2 separate regions of the Gasterosteus aculeatus genome follow, and region 2 is linked to region 1. A link is a contact called in public Hi-C data. All regions are on one chromosome and are shown on one strand. The core of a region is the stretch at or near the end of the contact, and the rest is flanking DNA. Distances in the headings are between cores, read along the strand shown. Region 1 has its middle 110 kb from the start of LOC120834793. Region 2 has its middle 36 kb from the start of tshz3b.

Region 1 (2,767 bases), core at 53-2,552:
GGGTTTTCTTTTCTTCTTTTTGTTCATGTCAAAGCTGCAGTTGCTAACTTAAAAAACAATGTGTCACAATTTTTGGTCAAACAGATCATCTGTAAAAAGGTGGGGAAAAGTCAGGTTACTCTGCCTCCTTTTTTGTGGTCTAGATGTCATTTGCAGGATTCCCCCACAACCAATAAGAGTGAGATTCAGGTACTGCATTGCCATATTTTTCAATTCAGAAATGTCTGTTTTCCCTACAATGGGAGCTAACAAACCTAATTTCACAAGTTAAGTAACAGAACATTGATTCATATTTGATTAATTGCTTTTAGTCTTACAGTTAAATTGGATATAGACGTTTTTCTGTGGGTGTGGTGGTATCAAATGTCATTGGAAGGATTTTGAGCAAAATGTCCACATTTCAAAACATGTCCAGCATTTTTAATCATGTATGAGATTAAGAAAATGTGTGAGTACAAAATAAACTTTATCTTCCATGATAACTGCTCTCTATCTTTCTTTCCCAAGCTTACAGTTTGTAGTTCAGCTTAGTTGAAAATGTTAAGGCAATTGGTTTCCTGATTATTTCTTAATGAAGTGAAGAGTTGCACTAGTAACGATAACTTTCGTAGTACTGCTTACTTAACATAACTCAGATCTTCTTGTTGTTTAAGAACTTGTCAACATTATTTTCAGTTAACTATACTAATGTTTACTGCAGTTCCCTAAGCTCAGTTATTTTCACCCTTAACAACTTAAAATTAATTAGCGACTTTACTTTACTATTTACTTTAATAATTTTGAGGCGGTCGGTTTCCTGACTTTTTTCCAGTAAAGCCAACTTATTACATTTTACAGTGTTGATGCTAGCTCAGCTTGAGCTGCTGTCTGCACATGCCTCCACTTTCCACCTCGTCCACCCAGTTTCACAGGTCTGTGACTTCGAGGATATCGCCCAAAAAGAATTCAGGTTCATTATGCAGACACTGTATGGTGGGGAGGGAGGGACAAGTGGCGAGGGGAGAGAAAAGAGACTTGGAAGGAGCGATGAAAAGGGGAGGGATGGAGAAGAGAACTTCAAGGCACCCGTCACTTTGAGCCACTTTGACACACACACACACACACACTTTGGCAGATTTTAGGCTATAAAAGGTTATTTTATTATTTCTGCAGATAAAACAAAATTCATTGCACAGGCGTTCTGCCTATCTCCTTTGGCACGAGTGTCTTGTGAGCTTGCACGTGTCTAGTCATGCATGCATGCCAGTGTGCAGGCTTTTGTGTGTCTGTGCGTGTACACCTGTGTGTGTCAAGTGTTTGCGGACGCTGAAGGAGACTGAGTGTTTTCTGACGCCTGTCTAACTACGCCTGTCTCACTGGGCCATGGGAGTGTCATCTACCCAGCCCTTAGTGTTCAACTCACATACACTCACACACAAACACATTCTCTCTCTCACATCAGCGAGGAACGCAGACAGCCCAGAGCTTGGTGTCACAATATCACACTGTGCAGGTCAGGCAATGCACGTATGTGTAGGTGTGCACGCTCGTGTGAAAGAGAGAGCAAAATATTGCAACAAAACAGCAAGTCTGCTCCATTATAAAATCCGTTAGTAGCATTACAGCGATGCTAAAAAAGGGAAAACCGTCATTAGCAACCATTTCCCGAAAATCCCATTCCTCTCTTATTGTTGCTGTCTTTGAATTCATCTTCATAACAATTAGACTATATGAAAACTCTCGGAAGATTACTGCATTACGTAATTTCCGGGAAAAAGCCTCCAACATTTCTACTTATTATACTACCAGACCCAACGCTTTCTAATGGAAAAGCCAATTAGCTTGTACGCAGCAAGAATGCTAATGGAATCACACAATTATTGAGTGTTAACAGCGTGCATTTATGCTGTGGTTGGCTGCACAATTCATTTGGCAACCATCAAGGAGTCATTTGAGAATAGGTAAGAAAGACTGCAGGCTTATTAGAGTAAATGTACCTGTTTATAGGCTTTGAATCCACCTGACTGTGGAAATCACTCACTTTGTTTGGTCGGGAGCTTTGTAAAGCCTCTGTGTATGGTGAAATAGCAATTGAAAAAATGCATGAAACTAGTTTTTGGTGGAGAGGCATGTACAGTTGAAAAATGCACTGCGTCAAATTCAGTCGAATAAAATATGTTGTGTAAAAGAAGAAGGATATGGACACGATGGAAGAAACCTATTTTAGTAGCTTTTACAGCTGTTAGTTAAATGATACATATTATATGACTCATTGCTGTAAAAAAGCAGTAACATTCTGACTGGTATATGCATGTGGTGAAAACTCAAGACTGAACAAGACAAAGCCTTTGGGAGACTGAGGACCACAATATCAAGACCAAAAGGGATCTTGATTTTGGGAGATATGAGGAATGATAGACACGCAGACCCTGTAAGCAGTCCTGGTGTCAATTCACATTCGTATAAAAACAATCTTTTACACATGAAATACGATGCAACTAAAGTAATGATCGGACATGAGAACAGTGATGGGAATGTGCATTCTTTAATGGAGATACGACAAAAAATACCCAGCATCCTGTGCAGCTTAAAAGTTGGCCATTACGGAAGCCCCGAGGGAAGGAACTTAATGAATATCAATACACAACACATCATGTGTGTTTGCATTAACTGGTACAATACAATCCAGAATCCTCTTGTCTGAGACGAAATAGTAGAAAAATCTTGAGAACTATTCTCTTAAAACCATATTAATCTCAGGTGCTGATGAAAGCATATGGCGTGTATA
Region 2 (3,120 bases), core at 561-3,060, 140 kb before region 1:
TATAACAAACTGAGTTTATGACTCCGGCAACTAATACGGCGGGGACCACTAAATGTGTTCATATTTAAACAGTTCAATATTTTTTTTTATGTTTATGTTTTAAGTTCTGATTAATTGCTCTTATACACCACTTGGGAACAAACCTGTTCATACAACGGATTTCACATGACACCAAATATTTCCATTACAAGTTTGAACTCTTGTGCGTGATATTAGCGTTGATTGGTTTGATATAACATATCAGAAATGCGAGTTTCACTAATAATTAATGTGCCTACATAAGCCAGAGTCAATCCATCAGTATAACTTTCAATAAGGTCGTCTAGAAAAAACGATCTATATTCTTCCCTCATTATGGGAAATTGTGCTCTCAAGTAAAAGTACACAGTTTTAAACCTACTGGACAACAGCTTATTGGATAATATTTCTGTCAATATTTGATTTGTCCAAAAGAGAACTCATCAAGGATATGTAGTGTTGACATTTCTATTCATCTTCACGATTATTGATTGTGATAACATTTTTGAAGTTATCTGTCAAGGGGAATGTATCCTAATTCAGACATCAAATAAAGCAGTGAGGTTCTCCTGGGAGTTTGGAAACATGGCTCCCAATCACCCCTCTGAAACCCTCCTTTGTGAAGTGGTTGGTGGTAGGTCAAGACCACAAACTACTGCTAAGGGCATTAGAAGAAACAACGGCATAGCTTGGAATCATATGAGTACTCTTGTTACGTCATCTCAATCAGTGACGTTGCACCTCGTGGTCAGTAAAACAGAAGACGTTTGGGTTTTTGACAAGGAATAGAGTCTGCAGTGTTTGGTTGAACCTTCTGCCAGGTGTTAGTTAGTTAGTTAGTTAAAAGGCTTGTGAGTCTCATATAAACCTCAAATGGTCAGTTGTGCATTCATATCAATTGTCCATGGGGCAACTGACTAACTAAGGATTCAGTCTGGTTATCCAGTTCTTTGGAAAACTTGTCTCGTCAAGTTTTGCTTAAGAAACGATCACGCTGAAATAATTGAAATGATATGCCCAGTGTGCCTATCTGGTTCTTTATCCCTTTCAGTAGCCTCATTGCACTGCATTGTCTTTTCCTGCTTTGGGTGCGGCATTCAATCTGTTGTCTGTAGTCGTTGGAGAAGCTCTTTGATGCAACCAACTGAAAATCCAGCAAACAAAAAGAACCAGCAGACCAGTAGGACATGTGCAAAAGGTAATCATCGAAGTGATACATGGTAATGGAACAACATTTCATATTATCCAAAATGTTCTCATATTTGTACATATTAAGATGTGCTGGTTGTTGAAATACAGTTCTGAACTCCAGCAGCAGACTAAACCTCAGCGATGGTCCCAAGGAAAAGACTAAAATGAAAATACCACCAAGCCAAATTGTTTCCGTAGTTTATCTGTCTACAGATATTACTGAACGTTGGAAGCCCAAAAGGTTGAATCATACACAGAACAGTTTTTTTAACGGCTGTGGGCACAATACAAACACTTTGTAATATTAATAATTTAAAATTAGTCCAAATTTCCTTTTAAATAACACCTTTGTGAAAACAAAGTAACAAGAAGGTGGCAGATTTTTGCATTTTTGGAGATGATTTATGTTTTCTGCATGTGTGTGCTGTTGACTGAATGTGTGTAGTTGTGAGTCTGTATGTGTGTGTGTGTGTGTGTGTGTGTGTGTGTGTGTGTGTGTGTGTGTGAGAAAGAGATACATAAAAGTATGCTGTGTGTGTATATATGTGTGACCTAAGCTGTCCTGTGAGCGGCGCCACTGAGGCGCTTCTGACTAAACCAACTGGACATTAATTACAGACATCTTTTTTCTAATCAAAACAAGTAGCAAGATACACACACTCTTCAGACACAAACATGTTATATAAAACTTACTTCGATATAGATATTACTTTGACTTGGAGAGGGCTGTTCACCCTTTCATGGTATGAATGGACCATCACAGCCTGGAGGACGTCCACATGAGGTTAAACTCTCATCAAGCTCTGTGGTCGACATTGTCCCTGGTCCCATATTTCCCTGGACTTTGTAAAAGGTCGGCCACCCTCTCAAGGAAGCACTGTTACGGTGGTCTCCAAAGTTAAAAACAAAAAGGTCTGATTACGTCAAATCCATCCATACATGCTTCCTATCCAGCGGTAAGTTACACAGCATGACGTCTCTGAAAAAGGCTAATACTGATTAATATCTGGCAAAGAGTCCTTGTGCACACCTATATCCTCACGCGGCATTGTCAGTGTGTGCAAGTCCGTAGCAGCATGGTGCTGATGCGCCCTCTTTTTTCACTTTGTCACATCGGATTTGCTAAAACAACTGTGAAAACACAACTGTTCTCTCTGACTGTCTCATCTCCTTTGTTCTCTGCTCTGCTCCGCTCCCAACCACTCTGTGCAAGCTGGGACAAATGGCTGCTTTGGGACGCTGTATGCATGTGTATGTGTCTATGGGGAAGAGGGAGGGTGGGTGTCTCATTGTGTTACGTGTGATAAACTGCTTTGACAGCAGAAATGTTTGTGTGACAAGTGCTCCGTGGTTGGAGTCCATTAGCTGCCTCTTTTGAGTCCCCTTGGCGGGTTATCACTCTCACACACAAACACACACACACACGTAAATGCATACACTTAAACACTCACACACATATTCACTGCACAAACAAAGACAGCTTGCCATACCACTCTTGGTGCTTGTGTCCTAGCAACATGTGTCTCAGGACATTACTCTTGTGCGTACGTGTCTGAGTGTGTGTGTCATGTCCTACAGCACTCGTGTGAGGAAGAATAAACTGTTTCAGTGGCTGGACTTTGGAATAATAACAATATATGTATGTATTGATACATAGATAGATATTCAACATCTGACAATTAAATAATGCATGAATGTTGTATGTGTTGTGGGGAACCGCACCAAAACAACAAAAATCTTTCAAAAAAGCCAAACTACAACGAGCTATAAGTAAGTGCCATAGTAAGTGCTCGTACCTAGTGAAGGTATAGTCAGAAGAGGTGTTCTATTGAATGTAAACAGTGAATCACTAAATTAGCACCCATGCACCCCACAAACTGACTATATGTACTCACACATGAACTAATAACA

What was found. Hi-C and Micro-C count contacts between places; a contact is called where the count stands out from the background.
Region 2: a contact with region 1 is called in a Hi-C map of skeletal muscle, with 4 times the contacts expected there. The contact joins two enhancer-like sites. A contact is called at or near these places in 3 of 6 Hi-C or Micro-C datasets (skeletal muscle and tail fin).

What each region holds. Positions count from the first base shown.
Region 1 is chr12:2,461,281-2,464,047 of fGasAcu3.hap1.1, reverse strand. No RefSeq gene overlaps it. Among protein-coding and RNA genes, the nearest start is that of LOC120834793, 110 kb to the left of the region's middle. Within about 2 kb of position 1,302, at least 1 of the 9 cell types and tissues checked has open chromatin away from gene starts, as enhancers often do.
Region 2 is chr12:2,605,236-2,608,355 of fGasAcu3.hap1.1, reverse strand. No RefSeq gene overlaps it. Among protein-coding and RNA genes, the nearest start is that of tshz3b, 36 kb to the right of the region's middle. Within about 2 kb of position 1,810, at least 2 of the 9 cell types and tissues checked have open chromatin away from gene starts, as enhancers often do.